Linked DNA regions of Oryctolagus cuniculus: region 1 is linked to region 2. The links are chromatin contacts, called in public Hi-C maps. All regions are on one chromosome and are shown on one strand. The core of a region is the stretch at or near the end of the contact, and the rest is flanking DNA. Distances in the headings are between cores, read along the strand shown.

Region 1 (7,191 bases), core at 2,472-4,971, 59 kb before region 2:
AGAGACAATAAATTTTTTTTTTTTTTTTTTTTTTTGACAGGCAGAGTGGACAGTGAGAGAGAGACAGAGAGAGAAAGGTCTTCCTTTGCCGTTGGTTCACCCTCCAATGGCTGCCGCTGCAGCCGGCGCACCGCGCTGATCCGATGGCAGGAGCCAGGATCCAGGTGCTTTTCCTGGTCTCCCATGGGGTGCAGGGCCCAAGCACCTGGGCCATCCTCCACTGCACTCCCTGGCCATAGCAGAGAGCTGGCCTGGAAGAGGGGCAACCGGGACAGAATCCGGCGCCCCAACCGGGACTAGAACCCGGTGTGCCGGCGCCGCAAGGTGGAGGATTAGCCTATTGAGCCACGGCGCCGGCTGAGACAATAAATATTTAAGAGACCCAAGCACATACAACTGGTGTGATGAGGTAACAGATAACTAAGAGAAGCAAAGGAAACCACCTTTACAAAAATATCAAAGCACAGCTTCACATAAGACACAGGTCTGCCTCCAGACACTGAGCCGGGGCAATCTATAACTGGGAGGTAATGGGTGTATCACATGTTCTTGCATCAGAATAATGTGGAATAAGACAACTTGAGGTGGCCTCGGCAATACTTCTGTATCAGAATTTTGTTTTATACTGGGAATGCAAAGACAATTTTTCTGAGCACAGTGGCACTCAACAGTGGCACCAGAATTCTGGTGTTCTGCTGTTGGAAGTAAATAATACAGAAAATGATTTGTCTCCACAGATATTTTCTTGTTTTGTTTTAATTATATAACATTTTCTTACATTTTTGGCATTTGCTACTTCTTGGTTGCACGCTCCAGAAGAGCTGACAAAATGAACAAGTATAAAAACAATCTTTCACTGAGCTTAGTTTGCTAATAAGTTTTTCGTTGTTTTGCTGGTCTTGTTTGAGTGTATAATTTTGGATTCTAAGTGAGGAAAAACTTTAATCATGTACACGCATTGCTTTTATTTAAAATTAAAGAGAAGAGTAAAAGAAACATTTTTATGTCCCAGGAAGTGAAATTAACTTTGTTGGTCTCAGTCCCACCCCACAACCCTCCTTTAGAGTATCCACACCATTTGTCCCATATGTGCCTGCTGTAGAATTCTGGGAGCAAAAGCATCTTAACTGCGTGTCCAAGGCCTGATACAATTTTTAATTATTTAAAAAGCAAATAATGGCTGGCGCCACAGCTCAATAGGCTAATCCTCCACCTGTAGCGCCGGCACACTGTGTTCTAGTCCCGGTCGGGGCGCCGGATTCTGTCCCGGTTGCCCCTCTTCCAGGCCAGCTCCCTGCTGTGGCCCGGGAGTGCAGTGGAGGATGGCCCAAGTGCCTGGGCCCTGCACCCGCATGGGAGACCAGGGAAGCACCTGGCTCCTAGCTTTGGATCAGTGCGGTGCGCCGGCCGCGGCAGCCATTGGAGGGCGAACCAACGGTAAAGGAAGACCTCTCTCTCTCTCTCTCACTGTCCACTCTGCCTTTCAAAAAAAAAAAAAAAAAAAAAAAGGCAAATAAAAGAACATTTTATTTATTTTAAAGTTTTAGAACAGAGAAGGAGAGACAGATCTTCTCATCAGCTGGTTCACTTCCCAGATGGCTGCATTGGCCAGCACTGGGCCAGGCAGAAGCTAGGAGCTTCTTCCAGGTCTCCTATGTGGGTTGCCATTAGCAGGGAGTTGGACTAGAAGTGGAGCAGCTGGGTCTTGAACAGGTGCCCATATGTGATGCCTGCATTGCAGGTGGCGGCTTTACCTGCTATGCCACAATGCTGGCTCCAAGAAAACTTAACTGAGCAGGTTTTTGTCCATTTCTCATATCGACATCAGTAGAGTACAATGAACTAAGGATGAAAATTGACATTTCACTACAAACTTCAATGCTTTCCTTTTATTAATATGTGTTTGAGTATGAAACACGGTCATTCCACCACCACCCCCCCCTTTTTTTAAAAAAAGGTTGTTCTCCAGCAATTTTGGAATATGGAACTTTGGCTTTTTATTCTTCTTAATAGTTTCAGTAACTGACTTTCCTCTCTTCGAATCTGCATTACTTCTGTTCCTCAGAGATAGAAGAAGGACAGTCTTAATTTAGAAAACAAATTCCTAATTTTACATTGTAAAAGTAATCATTTAAAAAGAAAAATCCTTTTCATCCCCAACCCTATCCTAGTCATGGATAATCTGGTTTGATACAAGTCTATAAATAAATTTTCTTCTCAAAAAAATTTATGAAACTTTATAAGAAATAGAGGTTTGAAAAATTGACCAAGAGAAACCCAAGTACCAGCCATGTTACTGCTACTGACACAGGCGCTCAGTGTTCCAGAATCATCGCTGCGGCCTCAGTGTCACCCTGCACGGGCTCCACCAGCCAGCCTGCCCAGAGTCCGCTTAGTCACTCTTTTCTTCTCCTTGATAGTGTCTGTATTCTGGCTTCAGCTCCCATGTGTTTTTGTGGATCCCTTTTACATTCTGAATACCAATTTCTTTCAAGATTTCCTTCAGGTAGCCCTAAAAACAAAAACGAAAACACCCAACAGATGAGATGACAAAGAAACCAAATTTAAAATAGCATGATCTACCAAAGCACATTTATGAGTAATAAAAATGATGATCCGAAAGCTTATTAATAAGATTTCTATACAAACAAAACTGCCTTTTGATTCTTTCCGTGCAAAACATTAAGTGCATAAATTATTTACATGAAAGGGTTGGAACACCAGCAACTTGAAAACTTAGAAAACACAACCTCCCCTGAGTTTAGTGGCTGCAAGGACTCAGATCTTTGGGAAAGTAAAGCTCAAGGAAGCAAACATGTGACAGGTACCCAGAATGTTCAGCTCTCAGGGGGGCTCTCCAATGTGCTACCAGGCCACTTGTGTTTTCTGTGTAATGAGGAACACTGGGGTTCCTGCTTACTATTTGTGCACTGGCCAAGTTGATCAAGACAGGGTGAAGAGTAAGTATTGAGACCTACTACAATCCAGGGAGCTGCAGTGTTCCTGTGCGTGGCTCTTCCAAAGGGAAGAATCTGTGTTATGATACTTTAGGCCCCCTGAAATTTCAAGACATTCACCAAATGATCATCATATGTGGGAGTCTTCAAAAAGCTCATAAAAAATGAATATTACAAACTGTGTGTGGGCTTCAAAATTTTGTGCACCGAAGTAAACTTACTTTTGAATTCCACTTCCACAAACTTATTGAAGTACCCTTGTGTTCACGGCAATGCTGGTCATATTCACTGTAAAAACCCCACCTTTGCTTGCCAGTGCCCAGGGCTGGAAAGTAAGGCCAGTATAAATCACACTACCTCCTTCCTGGGAAAGAACTGAAAAGTGGATTTTTTTCCCCTACAGAAACAACCCAACAATAAATTTTGTGTGTACGCTGCAAAGAAACAGTTACATAATGATGACTCATCCCATTGATGGAAGATTTAATTTCATTAATTGAAATCAGGCACTGATTAGAAAAATGGCTGAGACATTCTTGCCTAAAAAAATACTAGGGCAGTGTCCTTCTCTGATACAATGCTAGACTGCCTGCCTCAGAACGGCAAGCTTATGAAGTCAGTCCCACGTTGGGCCTAGGAATTTGCAGTGACTCACTTAATTACACTCGAGTTCTACCATGTCTGCTTTAAGGATCCTCCTAGCTCTGACACTCTGTAAGGACCGTGAGTCCTTGGCGTGTGGATCCAGTCTCCAAGCCTCAATACTGCTGGAGCAAACTTGTTACCAACAAAACCGAACGCCACCTGACACGGACTGCTGTGACGCTGTACAGTCCATAAGGTCCTTCAGTTAGGGGTAGGCTGTTACCTAGAAACCGTGCAGCCGACCTCCACTGTGAACTACGCAGGTCCCATTCCAGCAGCCAGGCAGCAGGTGGCAGCACTGCACCAAATGAACAATGGGTTTCCCAAGGCGGCTTGCCGGCCTCCCACACCTTTCTTCAGCCTGCTTCACTAGAGGGCCCATGTGAATGAGTAAGCACAAAGGCGCTTGAGACACCCAGGTAATACGCACGTCTGCCATCTGCCACTTCGAGTCACATTTTAAAAATGGGACACTGTTCACTTTCTAACTGAACAGGATTCATAAGTGGAAAATGACGGGTTAGGCACAAACGACTCTCAGTGTAGGCGCCAAGACTGACATCTTTGTAAAATTCCACAGAATGGTCTATTGTAATACTGGCTAAGACCCTGTTGCACAATCACACAATTGTGGAGGTACTGCAGTGGGTCACACACGATAAGAACAATTGCTCAGAGCATACTGAGAGCCCAAGAGAAAAAGAGCTCTCGATCTCAAGTCTGGTGTGCTTGGCTATAATCTAGGCAGAGAAAATGAAAGGCCTAAAAAGAGTTAAAATCCAAATCATTAAGAAAGGTAAGTGTACAAATTCAGTGTCTTTCACCCTCATATGGTAATCTAGTACAGTGCTCAGAATAGATGTCACCTTTAACCCTTGCAGCAGTAAGAATGGATGAGCTCAAGTCTGTCCATTTGTGAAGCAGCATAACAAAATCAGGTTCACAGTGTCTAGTCATGGTATCTTACAGAATTTTGGGGAGAGGGGATCAAACACTTTGGATGTCTCAAACTGCAACCTAACTCCATGTTACCCTAACCAAATAAATTAGCTTAGCAAGGGAGTAGGCACAAAGCAACAGGAGATACAGTAATAATCTCAAGTCTCGCCTGTGATTGCCTTGGCAGGACCAGACCCAAAGACCTTCTGGGCCTCACACTGCCTGCGGGCTGGATGTTCTCCACCCTTGCTTTCAGACTAGGCTCAAATGTCATTTTCTCAGAGAAAATTTCCCTAACAGCTTCGCCCCTATTGTGGTGTGTGTTGCTCCTTGTGAATCTAAGTCTATTGGTATTTTAATTACGATTAATGCGACCATGCCTTGAGAGTACCAACTCCATTTTGAACTTCATATCACAAGCTGTCACTGGCCAAGCAGCTGGCTGACAGCAAAGAGGCCTGCTACTTCACCCTGGCTGACTGACAGCTACACTGATAACTGTACTTTTTTCTCCAAGGCTGACAACTGGAAGTTAAGATCACACACTTTCTGGGGTAATAAATACTAGGGCCTTCAGCTCACTGTGACTCCATCCCGTACAAGCATTCACTCTGACAGGGAACTGGACATTGGAGGCTCTGCTGGAGTCAAAACCCCCTTACTTTGTGGCTGATGACTTGACAGCGTGACAGCATCTGGGACCACTGCGCATTACCTTGGGGGGGGGTGAGTCTTCCCGTGCTATTTGGAAAATTGCCTCCACGGATGCATGGAGTTTACTTTGTTCCCAGCATTCCATGCTTGAGTAATTTCCTTTTACCTATTTCTGCCAACCTCTTCAATATTTTCCTTTTGCTTTATTTTTGTGTATTCTGCCTTTGTGCACATCACAATAAACGGATAAATTCAGGAACCAGCTTTGGCCTCAACTGGCTTACCTAATGATTAAAGGGTAAAAGGACATAGCCCTTTTGGAAAAACTGTATCCTTTAGGCTGAAATTGTCACCAGGTAGCAGCAAAACCAGGCAACCTTGGCTGGTTCCGCAACACAACCCTTTAGATTTATATTTCTCACTGCACATGCTGTAATGATATGACTTTTACCCTATAATATCATAATCCTTTATTCATATGGTTCTTTCTTCCCTCTGCATTATCGTGGAGCTTCAACATACCAATACAGAGGAAACAGGGTATGATTAAGAATGACAAGGCAGCTCAGATGGATTGGGAGATGGGTGTGAGGGGAGATCACTTAGGTCTCCAGGAACAGACTATGTAAAATCTAGTTCTTTTTCTTTTTGGAACCCAGGTATTGACCCAGTTAGATGAAGAATTTACTGATTAAACTGTATTAACTGAATGTGAATTCCATTTATCACTAAATTCTGCATTACAGTGCTACAATGTTGCTGGAGACAAAGCCAACTGAGGGGAAATCTGAATGTAGACCTACCATATGACCCAGCCATCCCACCCCTGGGAATTCACCCAAGGGAAATGAAGTCAGCATATGAAAGAGTTATCTGTAACCCCATGTTTATTGCAGCTCAATTCACAATAGCTAAGAAATGAAATCAACCCAAATGTCCATCAGGTGAAGACTGGGTAAAGAAATTATGGGATATATACACCATGGAACACTACACAGCTTAAAAAAAAAAAAAAGAAATCCTGTCATTTGCAACAAAATGGATGAAACTGGAAAATACCATACTTAGTGAAATAAGCCAGTCCCAAAAGGAGAAATGCCCTATGTTCTCCCTGATCTGTGATAACGGAGCACCTAAAACATAATCTATAGAAGTGAAATTAACACTCTGATAAGCAATGACTTTGAACAGCCCTTTGTCTTGACTGTTGAGGAACAGTTTTTTTTTTTTTCATACAATTTGTTGAACTCTTTACTTAGCAGAGTTAATCTATGTGTATAAAGCTAACTGAAAATAGATATTAGTAAAAAAATAAGAATGAGAATAGGAGAGGAGGAAGAGGGGTGGGAGTGTAAGTGGGAGGGTGGGTACAGTGGGGAGAATCATTATATTCATAAAGTTGTATTTATGAAAAGCATGAAGTTTGTATTCCTTAAATAAAAAAGTTTTTGGGTGGGGGGAAGCCAACTAAGGGGACATTTTAAAAGATTCTACCAGGATTAAAAAAATTAATTGGTGGGAGCGGCTTGAGATATCATCCCATGCCAGCAGAGAATACCTCATCACCCCATGTCAGCAGGAAGTAGCTCTAAAGACAGATCATCGGCCCTCTACCCCTCCTGGACTTTTGAAGCTAATGTAATCCCATACAACTGTTACTTTATAAAAAACAAAAGGGGGGAATGTTAGTAAAATGGTGTAGTCTTATCTATGGAGCAATCTACACCTTGGACGCCATTCTAGGCTCTAGCCCCTGCCACCATTGCTGGAAGCCACATGACCACATGACCCAACCACAGGTGTCAGCTCCACCCATATCCTAATGGGATTCGCTGCTCCTACTTCCCTGCCCGCCCCCTGGCAAAGTTTTATGAGGACCTGTTCCTGAACACATGGCTCTCTCCCTCCCTGTCTCTCTTGCTTTCTCTCTTTTCCTTCTTCGTCCCTTCCCTCTGGTCTGTTGGGTTTCCCCCACCAATAAACCCTTTCCCTTAAA
Region 2 (6,699 bases), core at 2,853-5,352:
GAAAAAACTATGGATAGATTTCAAAAAATTTTTTGCAGCAAAATAAGTGCATACTAATTTTTATAATATGTTTGAATTGTTTCCGGTTTGAGGCACTAAGAAGGGTAAACATTGGTTTATAAACAGCCCCAGGGATGGGCACTGCGGCACAGCACATAGCAAGTTAAGCCTGCAGCTTGGGCTGGCTGCATCCCATGTGGGTGAGCCACTTTGAGTCCTAGCTATTCAATTCTTTGAGTCCAGCTTCCTGCTAATGGTTCAAATATGTGGGTTCCTTGTCACGCATGTAACAGAAACAGAGTTTCTGGCTCTTAGTTTTTGCCCTAACCTAGCCTTGGCTCTTGTAGGCACATGTGGAGGGAACAAGGCAATGGAAGATCGAACTTTCCCCACCTCCCTGACTTCCAAATAAAAAGGAAAGAAAAAAAGAGACACACGTACTTAGCCATCACCGGCTGTTTCCTAGGGTGTGCATTACCAGGAAGCTAGAATCAGAAGTGGGGCCAGGACTCAAACCCAGGCACCTCAATACAGAATGTGGGTATCCCAAGTGGTGGCTTAACCACTGCACCAAATGTTCACCGCAAGCATGAACTTTTCGGAATCCTACTATGCACCAAAATCTTTGTTATAATGATCTTTCTTCATTTTGTCTGCAGCACCTAGAAATACTCTAAATTCTAGGTGCTAATTACAAAAATGATCAGTGTATTCAGTATTTCTAGGGCCCCTCAATGCAACATACACAACAAGCCTCAAGTAGAGGATATCAGGTGGCTGGTAAGAGAAGCATGCTTATTTTATACCAAAATATGCTAGGAAGGAAGTAATTAAAAACCCTGAAATATTTAATTTTGTATTCCACTTCATAAATTTAAAAATATTTCTCATTAGTGAGCTTAATGATTATAATCTGAATTTTCTTAAAGCAAAAATAAGTCTTATATTCAAATTTATTCTTCCAATGAAGCTGAAAACTATCAAGAAAAATTCTTCAGTCACCATAACAATAGCAAGAGTCAGGAAATTTTGATGCACAGTGTCTTAAAAGCTTGAGTGACATAAATTTATTTTTTGTTTTAAATAAGATAAATGCAGAATACTATTCCTGAACACAATTTAGTCACACATGCATGTGTTTATTAATGCTGAATATGAAAAGAGCTTCTTTTTACCATCACTTGTGACTGTTCCCCACTTATTTTGCATTACCTACTCCAGGTGGACAGGCTGAATTTACTGTTTAGTGAAAACTCTCTGCTGTCAGCATTTCCGTATGGCACCCAAAAGGGCAGAAGGCAGGTCCAAAGCAGCTGACATTTTAACCCGGCTGCCAGTCTCCTCACGACTGAATCAAGGTCACTCACACAAAGCAGTAAAATTCACTCCCTCAAACTGTAATTTTCTATTCATCACACCTTCTTTACAAACCAAAAATCACTTTCAAATGCTACTCCAGGAAAAGGAAAAGTCTTAATCATCAGCAATGAATTTTCTCACCAATTGGCTGCTCTTAAATAACCCCACATCACTGCTTTCTTTCTTCCTCTCAAATAAATAAAACCGGAGTGGGAATTTAGCTGGAAATGCAGATGCCTACACCCCACACCACAGGTCTTGAGGCGATACACAGCTCAGGCCCCTGATTCCAGCTTCCCACCAGTGCAGACCCTGGGAGGCAGGGTGACAGGCCAAGTAACTGGGCTCCTGTCACTCACATGCAGGAGACCTGGAGTGCAATTCAAATGGGAGCCAGTATTGTGGTTTAACGGGTTAAGGTTTGAGTTCCAGCTGTCCACTTCTGATCCAGCTCCCTGCTCGTGCACCTGGGAAAGGAGTGGAAGACGGCCCAAGTGCTTGAGCCAATGCAACCATGTGGAAGACCCAGATGAAGCTATTGGCTCCTGGCTTCAGCCTGGCCCAGCCCCAGCCCCAGCTGCTGTGGCCATTTGGGGAGTGAACAGCATATAGAAGATCTCTATCTCCCTCTCTCTCTCTGTAACTCTGCCTTTCAAATATATAAATCGTAAAAAAACAAAAAAACCTTCAAATGCTTCTTAAACCCCCAAAGAAACACATTCTCATATACTTTACACTAAACTATACTTCTTTTCTTCTTCAAAATATTGCTTACAATCTTAAGGGAAAGATATTAAATATTACATTTTATTTTAAAAGCACCCACTTGCTTACTATGGCTGTTAAATATAGATCCTATTCATTAAATAGGAATGCTTACTTAAAACTACTTTGTTGACCCCATTTGAAAGAACATAATTATTTGACAATACACCTTTTAATTCTTGTACATTTATCAAATACTTAATAAGTGGCTATCCTGTAAAAGTAACTCAAGAGCACATTAGAAACAACAAGGATAAAGTCAACATGGCTCCTGCCCTCAAGAGCACAGAGCAGCCATTCTCAAATGTCTGTGGCAAATATTCATAGACAGGCTGACACACCCATTCTACAGAGCATACACAATAAATCTCAATTTCATTTCAAAAGAAAATGAAAAGTTCAGACAAGCCCTAACGAGCTTTTGTTTATGTGACTTTTAGCTATTAAAATCTACCATATTAGAAATGAAAACTAGAAAACTTTTAGAGAATGAGCATGAAAACAGCTTAATGTAATTATGAAAAGGTCTCAGGCATCCTTTACTCATATTCCCAGACCACATTTTGAAAGCTCCTAGTCTAGCTGGATGGTAAAAAGGCATACAGATAGTAGACAATTTTAAATCAGCAGAAGCATTTATGATACACCTCCACTGAACTCCTTTCCATGCTAATGAAGGCTTTCCGTTCCCCAATATCAAACACAGGGACAGATGCCCACAGCCTGCCATACGATACTGGATAGCAGGTCAATCTCTGGTACTCCCACATGCTTCTGCTCACACTAGGCTGGAACTTGTTTATGCTAGTTTCAGTATTTATGCAATTCTATTATATAACACATAAGCCCATCAAATTATGAGTATAAGTGAGGGGGTAAGCTTTGTTAATACTTGATATAAACTGCCGGAAAAAATTTAGGTATGTGTGAGATAAGCAGAGACAGGAAGAGAAACATAAGAATCTAGAAAGATCTGCACCTGTGTTGCTTCATAGTGTCTTAAGTTCTTGTTCCTTTTTGAAGCAACCAAAACTGAAAATCTAAACTAAATTATGGGTTTAATTTTTCCAGGAAAGAAAAAGCAGATGGTCATTCAGCACCCCATACTCAAAGGCCTTGTCTTCCATGTAATCAGCAGCTAAATGTACTTTTATAAGTTTTAAAATTAAATATTAAAGCAGGATGGGGCCAGCACTTGGCCATTTCTTCAATACTTCTTGGATTCCAGGAAATATTCATGGCTCCTTTCTAAATTCTGGCATACCTACCTCTCCTCTTTGTCTAGCCTGGCTTGTTAACTGGTTTCTGCTACTTGAAAACAAAAGAATCTTAGTACAAACACCTTTGGTGATGGTATATTGTTTATGTACTTCCTATCACTTAGTTTCAGAAAATTTTAAAGCACAGGTTACATAAAGTACATCTTATAAAAATAACTGAAGGCTTCTAGTTATGATTCTGTCACTAATTAGCGCTAGTTTGCAGAAGTAAATTCACATCTCTGTGCCACAGCATCTATATAATGAAGCCATTGGAACCTGTGGGATCTTCTCTACTTGTATTTCACTACAAAAACATTGGCCTTCCTCTCCAACTGAGGGTGTTTGATTACTTCATTGGTGCTATTTTGTTTGCTCTAGTACATTCTAAGGGAGCCAATATAATTAAATTTTCTTTGAGCAAAAACTACAGGGAAACTGTTTCTCAGAGCAGCAGCAACAACAAAACATTAAAAAACTGCCCAAGACGTGAAAAAGGTCAAAATGTTGTTCTAGGCCGAATCTTCCTACTCTGCATTTGAACTTGAGATGTACTCTTTTTGGGACAACCGAAATGACTGAATAGCCCTTTTCATCTGCTAAGGAAATTCCTAGGTGACACAAGCAGTGAGTAAGCAGGAAGGGTGCTCACTGGTGCTGGCACTGGCACGTAAGCAATGAGATCAGGCATGTCAGGAAGTCACAGGCATCAGGATGCTAGAGGCATCCATTCCCACTCTGCACCCAGCTGAATGTGGAGGCCTTGAAGAGCTCACTGGACTCCAGGTAGAAGAGACCAAGGGTGTTAGCAGCCAAGATTTTGGGGTGATCCTCAAGACTGCAGTACTCCCCTGGTTCTTCTGTATCTCCCACCTGTGTCTACACTCTCAGGAAAAGGACAAGAGATATTCCCAGAGACGAAGTGCATTTCAAAGGTAAACCATTTTTCATTTCTAATTGTCTCCTTTCTTTACACATGAGGCAATTTCTTCACAGTTTTCTGCTGTTGCTACCCTGTGGTTCTCAGATGAAGCCTATTAATACAAGCCACTTGGCATTTTAACCAGATAGGCAAACTTCCTATCCTAGTATTAATATAGAAGTTGGTCTTTATTCAAATATGCAAATATGTTCTTATCTCTATTTACTTTTCAAGAATCTTAGGAATAAAAGATGATGATCAGATTAAAGTAACCTAACCCTTTAGGGTTAGCATTTGATGATCTCAAAGGTAATGAATGATCAGTCACATAATAATATTCAAATCAGAAATATAATGAGGTTTCAAAATGTTTATGGAGGACTAGGATTAAAAGATACTGTGCCTTTTCCATGAACATTTTGAAGGCCCCTCCTATGTTCAGTGTGCTGTGGCCGTAGCAGCCATTTGGGGAGTGAGCCAACAGAAGGAAGACCTTTCTCTCTGTCTCTCTCTCACTGTCTATAACTCTACCTGTCAAATAAATACAAAAAAAAAAAAAGCTTGCTGTCTAAAGATGAACAAATTATCATTTAAATTTGTAATTTCCATCTTGCAGTAAAGTAACACTTGAAACAAGGAGGGGGATGTATAAAAATACCTAAAGCATTAGGAAACACATCCTTCTGGAAAACTCATGTCTCCTGGAGCACTGACTTATACCACACTGCTACTTTGATCAAATAGCGCTCAAGTCCACAGCAGAACTTAAGACCCCTGCATTTAGGAAGACTGCAACAGAGCTGAAGACTCAGTACTCATGAAACACTTACAGACCAGCTAATGGTATTAACTCAGCTGAATATGCTACAAATTCCATTGATTTTGTATCCTTCGTAACTCTTGGTCTCTTTCCCACGTTTAACTAGTAACAGTAGTCATCCCATATACTAGTTTAGTTCTTTATGATTTTCCAGATATTCTGAAATTATGAGACCCTCACAACGAAAGGGTAGAGATTTCAACCCCACCATTGATCCTTGAGATCAATCCCCTTTCTTGAGCTCATCCTTTTCCTTAATAGGGCACTTTTTGTTTGGTTTTGACAGGCAGAGTGGACAGTGAGAGAGAGAGACAGACAGACAGAGAGAAAGGTCTTCTTTTGCTGTTGGTTCATCCCCCAATGGCCGCTGCGGCCGGTGCGTTGTGGCCAGTATACCGCGCTGATCCGAAGGCAGGAGCCAGGTGCCTCTCCTGGTCTCCCATGCGCGTGCAGGGCCCAAGGACTTGGGCCATCCTCCACTGCACTCCCGGACCACAGCAGACAGCTGGCCTGGAAGAGGGGCAACCGGGACAGAATCTGGCGCCCCGAACGGGACTAGAACCTGGTGTGCCGACGCCGCAGGCTGAACTCACACACACACACACACTCCTCACTGGGCCCACTCCCAAAGATTCTGTGTTTACTGTGTTGTGGAGCATTTGTATAACCTCCACAGATAACTTTAATTCTTTCTTTGTCTCTCTTCATCCTCCTTTACACACACACACTTCCCTCCCTCCGTTCTCCTCTCCCCTTAAATTTCATTTTCTTGTGACATGAGGGGAAGAGCTCACGGGGCTGCCTAAATATTTCATTAACTCAAAGATGACATCAATTGTAATATTCCCCATTATTCACAGTATCATTAGAAACATAAAATGCTGCCACTAAACTTTGACAAGCCAATCATTTTGACATACTTCAATTTCAGAAACATCAAGTATGAAAAAAAATGTGAAATACGCTCGAGTTCTCTGTCCCTAATTTAAAACTGCTCTACTCTGTAAATAAGAAAGCACATTTGTCCCATAAGTCACATAGCCTTTACGTCTGTTCAGGCTCCCTTCTCCCCCTGCAGACACAGAGGATGTGAAGACAGCAACAGAAGGAACAATGGGAGGGGACAGCATTGGGGAGAAGAGACCCTCTTTGGTCACTGAACACCATCATCTTCAGGCATGTCCCTCATCTTGAGATCATAGATAATGGTTATTAACTTAAAACATCTCCTTCCCTGAGATGGGAAAACTTCAGTTTGCAAATGGCACTATAAAAATGAGCTCTATGCAACATTATAATTTCAGTGTTCATTTGATGGCACACACAAGTGTTCTGCTCATCTGGTTACAATAAAAATTCCCAGTGAATAATAAGGCATAGGCCACACTTAAAAGGATTATTACAAAAATTTAAAGTGTGACTTCTGCTTAAAAAATTATAAAACATAAGATTCCCTGAAACATTCACGTCCCAAAGTGCATTTAAAATATGAGTTACTATGATTTATAAGTTGTCAAGTTTACCTCTGTAATGAAAAGCAAAGTAATGAGGAATGGAATTTTACCTAAACTTCT

Evidence for each region. A called contact is a pair of places that touch in the nucleus more often than the background predicts.
Region 1: a Hi-C map of liver shows a contact between it and region 2, with 3 times the contacts expected there. The contact joins the enhancer-like site here to the promoter of KCTD4 in region 2. A contact is called at or near these places in 2 of 6 Hi-C or Micro-C datasets (ear pinna and liver).

Annotation. Positions count from the first base shown.
Region 1 is chr9:64,386,256-64,393,446 of mOryCun1.1, reverse strand. It overlaps GTF2F2 (general transcription factor IIF subunit 2), which reads right to left. Exons shown (of 8, transcript XM_002712960.5): 8 at 946-2,512. The coding sequence ends at 2,393. Among named protein-coding and RNA genes, the nearest start is that of SLC25A30, 56 kb to the left of the region's middle. Within about 2 kb of position 3,721, at least 1 of the 8 cell types and tissues checked has an H3K27ac peak or open chromatin away from gene starts, as enhancers often do.
Region 2 is chr9:64,328,328-64,335,026 of mOryCun1.1, reverse strand. It overlaps KCTD4 (potassium channel tetramerization domain containing 4), which reads left to right and starts at 4,102. Exons shown (of 2, transcript XM_051850044.2): 1 at 4,102-4,318. All of the region lies in intron 4 of GTF2F2 (general transcription factor IIF subunit 2), which reads right to left.